Linked DNA regions of Mus musculus: region 1 is linked to region 2. The links are chromatin contacts, called in public Micro-C maps. All regions are on one chromosome and are shown on one strand. The core of a region is the stretch at or near the end of the contact, and the rest is flanking DNA. Distances in the headings are between cores, read along the strand shown.

The links. Hi-C and Micro-C count contacts between places; a contact is called where the count stands out from the background.
Region 1: a contact with region 2 is called in a Micro-C map of embryonic stem cells, with 2.8 times the contacts expected there. The contact joins the promoter of Stxbp1 here to the promoter of St6galnac4 in region 2. A contact is called at or near these places in 13 of 39 promoter capture datasets (the 3T3-L1 cell line, 3T3-L1-derived adipocytes, the C10 cell line and 8 more), 2 of 15 datasets of contacts at CTCF or cohesin (embryonic stem cells and large pre-B cells), 42 of 484 Hi-C or Micro-C datasets (B cells, the Ba/F3 cell line, the C2C12 cell line and 18 more), 7 of 115 datasets of contacts at active chromatin or transcription factors (embryonic basal ganglia, embryonic stem cells, large pre-B cells and 3 more) and 4 of 9 other capture datasets (adipose tissue, embryonic stem cells, liver and 1 more).

The regions. Positions count from the first base shown.
Region 1 is chr2:32,845,007-32,849,142 of GRCm38.p6, forward strand. It overlaps Stxbp1 (syntaxin binding protein 1), which reads right to left and starts at 2,226. Exons shown (of 19, transcript NM_009295.2): 1 at 2,049-2,226. The coding sequence starts at 2,085. It overlaps Gm13524 (predicted gene 13524), which reads left to right and starts at 930. Exons shown (of 2, transcript NR_166175.1): 1 at 930-1,429; 2 at 2,751-4,136.
Region 2 is chr2:32,585,104-32,589,382 of GRCm38.p6, forward strand. St6galnac4 (ST6 (alpha-N-acetyl-neuraminyl-2,3-beta-galactosyl-1,3)-N-acetylgalactosaminide alpha-2,6-sialyltransferase 4) reads left to right here and starts at 1,975. Exons shown (of 6, transcript NM_001276425.1): 1 at 1,975-2,124; 2 at 2,478-2,578. The coding sequence starts at 2,567.

The DNA.
Region 1 (4,136 bases), core at 976-3,475, 260 kb after region 2:
GATGCAAGCACCTCACCACCTGGGTATGGTGGTGCAAGCCTGGAACCCCAACATTTTGGTAGCCTGAGACAGGAGGATTACCATGAGTTCAAAGCCAGCCTGCACTGGGTAGCAAGTACCAGGCTAGCCAGGGCTGTAAAGTGAGACCTTGTCTCGCATTAACAAAAAATAAGCTGAAGTTGGTGGCTCACAGCTATAATCTTCAGCATTTGTGACGCTGAGGCAGGAGGATTAAGATAAATTTAATGCCAGTCTAAGTTACATAGTGCCTTCTGGGCCAGCAGCTTGGACTGTAGAGACTGTCTTGGGGGAGATTCTTTAATAAGTATTTTATCATTCAAATGTAGTATTCAAAATATAATACCTGGAATACAACATTCGATCCCATACCTCTAGCCCTTGAAAAGGGGGGTATAAAGAAAACTTTATGTATGTAGAATGCAAGGATGTTATTTTTACTTAAACTACAAGGAAACGGACACTAGATTAAAAAAAATTAATTAACAGTGATTTCAGCAAGTCATTTAACTGCTCCAAGCCTCAATTGTTTTCCCATAGGTGAAAATGAAGATGTTGACGACAGAAAATCCCTAGGGATACTTGCAGCCTTAACCACCAATTCTCCTCAGAAAACAATTCAAGTAGCCTTTACAGCACGGGTGCTAGCATAAGCATTTAAAAAGGTCGACTTTTGGTTTTGTTTTTATAATAATTTCTCCTGATGTACTATATCAGGGAAGAGTATCCCCCCCCCCTACTCATACCAGTCAAAAGATAAGGGTTAGGCAGTTAGTACGCTCAACAGTTATGCTGCATTTGATGGGGGGTGGGGGGCGGGGAGGAAGCTGCCATAGAACAGGATCACTGAAAAGGGAAACTGTAAATTTCCACCTCTCCTACAGGGAAAAGGCACTTTCATTTTCTCTCTCACTCTAAAAAGATAGCCAAAGTCACAGCAGTGTTCACGCGGTTTCATTGTAAAGACGTGCCAAAATACTTAAGAGGCACTATTTTTCTACCTAGGTCACCCATCTTTGAGAATACCGACAGCCCGCCCTCACTTCGACGCTCCCCATCCATTATTAAAAAAAAATAAATAAATAAATTTAAACATGTCTGCTGTGCCTTTCATGCAAACCTATAAACAGTCACATCTTCCCCGCAGCGACGCCCAGGTCTGAGTCCCACAAGCAGCGAGACTGCAGACTGCGGCGCTGGCTGGGGCCACTCCTCCCGCGACACTCCGAAACTGCTCCCCTTTCCCTTGGGATTTCTAAGGGTTCGGACCAGCTAAGACCCCTCCCTTTAAGTCCAGCCCGGGGAAGGGGAGGCGGAGAGAGCCTTGCGGAAGCAGTGCCACAGGAAAACCCCGTGTCCCCTGCCCAGCTGGCAGGAGTGGCCCTGGCGGCGCGCGCCCAGCCGCTCCCAGGTGGGTCTCTGCAGCCGGGGACAGCGCCCTGCTCCCGGGAGAGGGAGGCAGGGAGGGAGGAGGACGCAGGCCAGGCTTCGTTCGTCACGATTCACGAGGGAGGGTGGGAAAGAGGGAGGGATTGGAGACAGAAAGAAAGGGGGGGGGGAGCGGAATTGAGAGCTCTGGATATGCAGAAGGCAAGGAAAGGAGACGGTAGGAAAGGAATACGTCTGGAGAAGAGTTGGGGTGCAGAAGGGTGATGCTGCAGAGGAGGGTGGTGGGCTGGAGGGGATAAAGGCGCGGGTGGGGGAGGTGAACAGGGAGAGAGAGAGAGAGGAGAGGGATGGGATGAAGGGAGAGATGGCGTGATGGAAGTGAATGGATGAAGGTAAAAAGGAAAACGAGATGTTTATGAAGGCGAGGTATGAGGAGGAGGGATGGGATGAAGAGAGGTGGAGGAATAGAGACTGAGGAGGCGTCTGGGGTGAGGAGGACCGAGGTGAAGAGGGGATCTGGGTGAAGCGTGAGTCAGGGAAGCCTGCTGGCCGCAGGAAGCCAGAGGGGCATCCCTCCCGGGAGGGCGGCGCCTGAATAACGGGTTTCGCCGGCCCCGGGGCAGCACCCGGACGCCACTTACTCTCTCCGACCACCGCCTTGAGGCCAATGGGGGCCATGGCGTTCTTCGAGTCTTCGGGCTCCGATGCTCCTCCCGCGACACCGTCGCCTCCCCCGGGCCGCGCGCCCCGCTGTCTGCAGCCCGCCGCCCCGCAGTCGCGCTCGGGACCGACTGACGCGCGGACTCCGCGCGGGGGCGCGACTCGGGCCAAAGCGAGGCTGTGTAGCGGCCAGCGCGCGCGGGAGGGGCGGGGCTGCGGGGCGGGGCCTCGCGCCAGCCGTCATCGTCACCCGCGCGCTGCCGCCAATAGAAGCGCGGCCCGGGCGCGAGACCCCGCCCTCCGGGATGCAGGCTCCGGGAGCGCCCTCCCCTGCGCCTCACGCTCGCGCCAGGGCCTCAGGGTCCTAAAATCCCCTCGCCAGCCCTGCACGGGCTGCCCAGGTCATGGGAATCTCCCTAAAGCCAGGCTGTGATGCTCTTCCTGCTTTTTTGGGAGCCTTCCATTTTCTCCTGCCAAAAAACCGAACTCTGAGAGCAGATTCTTATTAACTGTAGTCCCATTCCCAGCCACAACATAGGCTTACAGTACACTGACACTATCCCTGTGTCTCTGTGGTCTGTTTACCATTGATGGAGAGCTAAGCTCTGTGTTACACACCTTTCAGGTATCATTTTACTAAATTCGCGCAATAACCGAACATCATTTCTAATCTTCATTTTCAGGTACAAAAACACACCCGAGGCGCTTGCTGTTGTACCATTTATCTATCAGTCACTAATGAATATTATTCTCCCATAACTATGTATAAGCTATGTATATGAATTACTATGGATATTCTGTATACTGGAGCTGCACTCGTGCACAAGACATGGAACAAATCCAGTAGTTTCCAAAGTCCAAATCTAATTAGGAAATACTACAGAATCAACTCTGGACTCAGCATCTCCTTCCTCCTGTCTACATGGTCACATACTGGTTTTCGAGGTTCCATCTTTGCTAATGAAGAAGGTTGCTTTGGAAATACAGAACAAGAGTAGGAGACGTACCTCAGAGGTGGAGCACTTGCTTGTTATATGCAAGGTCTCCACTTTGATCCCTGATGGTGGAAAATAAAATAAAGTGCAAAGAAAAAATGAACAAGTCCAACTAACTTAAAAATCACAAAGGATGGGGCTGGAGAGATGGCTCAGTGGTTAAGAGCACTGGCTGTTCTTCCAGAGGTCCTCAGTTAAAGTCTTAGCATTCACATGACAGCTCACAATTGTCTGTGACTGTATCTAGTAGGACCAAATGCCCTCTTCTGATGTGCATACATGCCAACAGAATACCCACATACATAAAATACATGCATGAATAAATCTTTTTTAAAAACATTTTTAAAAGGAAAAATCACAAAGGAGCCAGGTGTGGTAACACATACCTTTAGTCCTAGCACTCAGGAGACAGAAAGCTAGGGGGTCCCTGAGTTTGAGACCAGTCTGGTCTACAGAGCAAGTTTCAGAAAAGCCTGGTCTATAGAACAAGTTGAGGGACAGCCAGGGCTACACAGAAAATCGCTATCTTTACAAACAAACAAGAAAGAACCACAAAGGAGGGCATAGCAGCACAGACCTTTAATCCCAGCACTTGGGAGGTAGAGGCAGGACAAACTCTGTGAGTTCTTGGCCAGCCTGGTCTACATAGTGAGTTTCAGGCAAGCCAGAGCTACATATACCCAGTTTAAAAAAACAAAACAAAACAAAACAAAACGACAACAACAAACTCCCAAAGGCAGAGCTATTGAGAGGGCTCAGTGGGTAAAGGCACTTGTCGTCTGGCCTTATATCCTAAGTTTGACCCCCTGGAATCCAGTTAGTGCATGGAGCAAGCAGACTCCCACACGTTCTCTGACCTCCACACACGCACAGTGGCGCTTGGTATCAGACATTAGGTAAATATAATAAAACTTTTACAGCAGTTCTCTGGAACCAACTCCCTAAAATTGTCTGACTTCCACATGAGTGCCACAGAGTGTGTACATACATCATACTTACGTATACATATAATAAAAATTTTTTTAATCATAAAGGACTGCTAGACACGGTGGCAAACATCCCAGTGTTTGAGAG
Region 2 (4,279 bases), core at 725-3,224:
TCTTGGGTGATTTCTCTGTGCTGGCACACCTGCAGGAATTCTTCTTGGTTGGCAAGATTATGTTCATCTTCTGATGCCACCCAGAGGTATCTAGCCAGGGACATAGGAAGGTAGCAGGGAGACAAAGTAGGACCTGGGATCTGCTGCCACATCTTCTGAGGTCTGGCTCCCACGGGACTGACCCTGAACTCAGAGCCCTGAGGTCCCCCACAAAGGTGACAACTCTCCCTGCAACCAGGAACCCTGGCAGGGCCTGAGGCTATGAGGGAAGTCACCTGAGACCTCAGAGACCCAGCAGTCCTGGCTCGCTCATCTCATTTTGTTCCTGTCGGGTTTCACGTGGGTGGTGAAGGCGACTTGAGAATGTCACCAGACAGAGATGAGTCTAATGGGCACATGGGCATGAGAACCAGGGAAGTGACTCAGAATAATTCCACAGTGCCCTTCTGGGAAGGGTGTGGCTAATGCCTGTAACCCCATCATTTGTGAGGTTCAGACAGAAGGATCCCGGGCTAGCCTGGACTGTGTGATTCACACACTAGGGCCATGTGGGTAGAGGGATGAAGAGTTGAAGAGCTGCCTATCATTGACCTGTTGTGTGTCTTTGGCGCTGTTTTCTTTTCTTTTTGATTAATGATGTGGGAAAGGGATGCCTACTGTGGGCAGTGCCACCCCAGGCAGGTGGTCTAGATGGTTATAAGAAAGGTAGTTGAATGTGAGGCTAGTTAGCAGCACTGCTCCATGGCCCCCTCCTCCATGCCCTCTGCTCCAGTTCCTGTCCCTAGGCTCCAGCCCTGACTTACCTCAGTGATGGACTGTGATGTGGGAGTTGTAGACTGAAATAAAACCTTTCCCTCACGTTGTATTCGGTCATAGTGTCTGTCACAGAAACACAAAGCTACATAGAAAGATCCTGTCTGAAATAATAACTTGTAGTGTGCTGTTCATGTTGGCAAGGGTCTTTGAGCTGAGAGATAAGGAGTCCCACTAGGAAAGTGACTAGAGAATGCAGCCAGTGGAAGGTCCTGAGGCAGGAATGCGCTTGATGTGATAGGTCAGAAAGTAGCCGAAAGGGAGGGATTCCATCTGAATCCTCAGAGGATCACAGGCAGGGGGACGGCCACAGGAACCAAGCAGAAGTACGATTTTCTGGTGGTGCCCTGAGCTGTCTGTCTCTGCCCTTTCTCACTGGGACAGGGATATTTTTCCCACTTAACAGAAAAGAAAGGTGGGGTGTGGGGGAGGGACCTGCCTCAGGCATGGGCTGCATTGACATAACCAATACAAAGTGGCTGTTTTAAAAACAGCCTGCTGGGCAGTGGTGGCATACACCTTGAATTCCAGTACTTGGGAGGCAGAGGCAGGCTGATCTCTGTGAGTCCAAGGCCTACAGAGCAAGTTCCAGGCAAGCCAGGGCTACACAGAGAAACCCTGTCTTGAAAGCCTAAAACCAAATCAAACCACCAACAACAAAACAACCTGAGCCACTAATCCCAGCTCCCAATTCTCTAGCAGAGATAGCTGGATCTCGGTGAGTTTGAAGCCTGCCTGAAAAATGTGGGGTCCTGTCTCAAAAACACGTTTCTTCATTGCCTATCTGATATTCATAGTCAAGTTCACATCATTTGAGCTGACAACCCAACAACTATCCTGAAACTCAGGGCTGCTTAGTTTGAAGCCTTTGCTTCATTTCCTATCCCCTGTTACTTCCCGGGTAATTTCAGAAATGGAGAACCTCAATTCTCCACGGCCAGTAGCCATCACACGGGTGGCTCTCTTACTGTCTTCCTTCCAATCACACAAGGACTAGAGTGGGAAGACAAACTAGACAGGCCCCGCCCTCGACGTCGAGACCTCGCCCCCAGCCCGGAGGTCTCTGAGACATCCACGCGCCGCTAGCCGGCGCTGCGCAGGCCCCGCCCCCTGAGCGCAAAGCCTCCGCCCCTCCCAGAGGCCCCTCCCACGCCCCCGGCTGCGCTGCTCTAGCTTCAGGCTTCAGAAGCTGCGGCCGCAGCACCGCCTCCTACCCGGGGCCCGGTTCCAGCCCCTCTGGCCCGGCGCACTGGACATGGAGCTCCGAGCAGCGCATCCTGAGCCCCCAGCGCACTCCAATCCGCTCGTTCGGTTAGCGCCCAGCTTGGGGAGGGGACGGTGGAAGCTAGCCGGGTGAAAACCTCACATCCTGCCCGCCCCAGGCCTCTCCATCACCCCGCGGTAGAGAGTTGGGATGGATGGGAACGATGTTCTCCTGGCTCCTGGCTTTCTTTGCCTGCCTCCGACCGAATGGATGACCTTGAGCCGAGAGCGTCTCCTCTTTGCCTCTCCTTCCCCATCTGCACAATGGGAATTGGTTTGGCAAGGTCTCTGAACTCACGGCCTTTAGAATGGGACACGTTGTCACATGCTTGGAGACTTAAAGGCTTTTGGTTCCTGGGCCCGTTTTTCTTGATCTGGATTTGTCTCTTCCCTTGCCTCAGTTTCTCTCATATCCTGGGACCAGCTTCCAGCCTTTCTCATCCCAAGCACTGGAGACAGCAGCCTCCAGACTGCTAAGAGCAGAGACAGCATGAAGGCCCCGGTAAGTGACAGGGAAGAGAAAAAGTTGCCTGGGGATTTGGGGGTGACCTGGGTAGAGCTTTACAGCCGCCTCCCACACCCGGAGTTACAGTGATCCCCTAACCCCTTTTGGTGTCGGGGGATGAAACTCAGAGCCAGGCACATGCTAAGCACATGCTCTAGCATGGAGTCCCTCCCACAGCCCTTAGTAGTTGCTTCTGCGCCAGCCCCCTGCTCCTGGGGCTGTGTGACCCCAGGCCGGTGTCTTCCCCTTTTGGTTTCAGTTTGTTTTTCTCACCTAGAAATGGAAGTAACCCGGTGTCACTTAGTTGGGAGGGAGGTGTGAGACTGAGTGTGACGCTCTGGTCTTTCTGTCTTTACCAGTGAGCCCCCTGAGTGCTGGAGTGGGGAGGTTAATTACCACTGCCCAAGTCAAGGTCTCTGGTCCCTTGTGGGCAGCAGACCAGTTGTTGTGTAGAGCCGGAGGCCTTAGGAGCTGTGAACCCGGTCTCCTGGACAGCTGGCCACACAGAGAAGACTTATTTTTAGAAACTGATGTGGCTTATGGACAGACAAGGAAGGGTGGGCCCCTGGCAGGATGTGCTGGGGGCTGTTCTACACCTCTGCCTTTCTGGGTACACTGGCTAGCTCCTAGTGTTTCTTCTGGAATGACTTTGGGCCTAGAAAACTGGAGTTCTGAGAGTCACAGGTACTGAGATGGATGGCCCAGCACACAGTGGTAGACACCTTGCTGGGTGCTTTCAGTGGGTGTGCAGGAGGTCACCCCCAGGTGACCGACCCAGAGGGCTTCTTCAAGTGGCTTTCGGTGTATTTCTTCTAGAAGTGGGAGAGGCTGAGCGGAAGCATCCCAACTGTTGGAAGCATTTTCTGTTTATTTGTTTCAGTTTTTGAAACAGGGTCTTGGTCTGTAGTCCAGGCTAGCCTGGAACTCACTGTGTAGCCCAGGTTGGCCTCACACTTGTAACAGTACTGCCTCGGGCAAGGAATGAGCTACCATGTTTATTATTAGATTAGACATTTAGATTATTAGATTATTATTAGATTAGATGGAGATAGCTATCTAATCTATTTTATCTACCTATCTAAATAGTGGGTGGTTGTGTGGCGCCCTGCCTGGGCTCTTGGAACCTGGCTCCTTTGCAAGCACAGAAAGCGTGCCACTACCACCAAGCCAGTCCTTGAAAGTGTTTTTAAAAAAGATTTATTTATTTATTTATTTTATGTATGTGAGTACACTGTCACTCTCTTCAGACATACCAGAAGAGGGCATCGGATCCCATTACAGATGGTTGTGAGCCACAATTTGATTGGTGGCTGGGAATTGAACTCAGGACCTCTGGAAGAGCAGTCAGTGCCTTAACCACTGAGCCATCCATCTCTCCAGCCTCTGAACGCATTTCTTAAGTGATGCTTTCCTCAAAGTCCCCCTCCACCTCCTGGACTGCCCAGCCAGCCCAGGGGACACACTGGGTCAGCTGGGGATAGGGTAGTGGAGGTAGCAGTGGCCTGGGGTGACTGCATAGTGTATCTGGGTTCTAGATAAGAGTTTGGGTTCTGCCATTTGAAATTTGCACCCTTGCTGTGTGGCTCTGAGCAGCTTCACCCCAACTGAGTGTCCTGACCTGGAAAGAGGGGAATTGGGGGACTTGTCTCTAGATTCATCCCTGAAGTAGGTCTCACCAATGGAGCTGCAGAGGTTCTC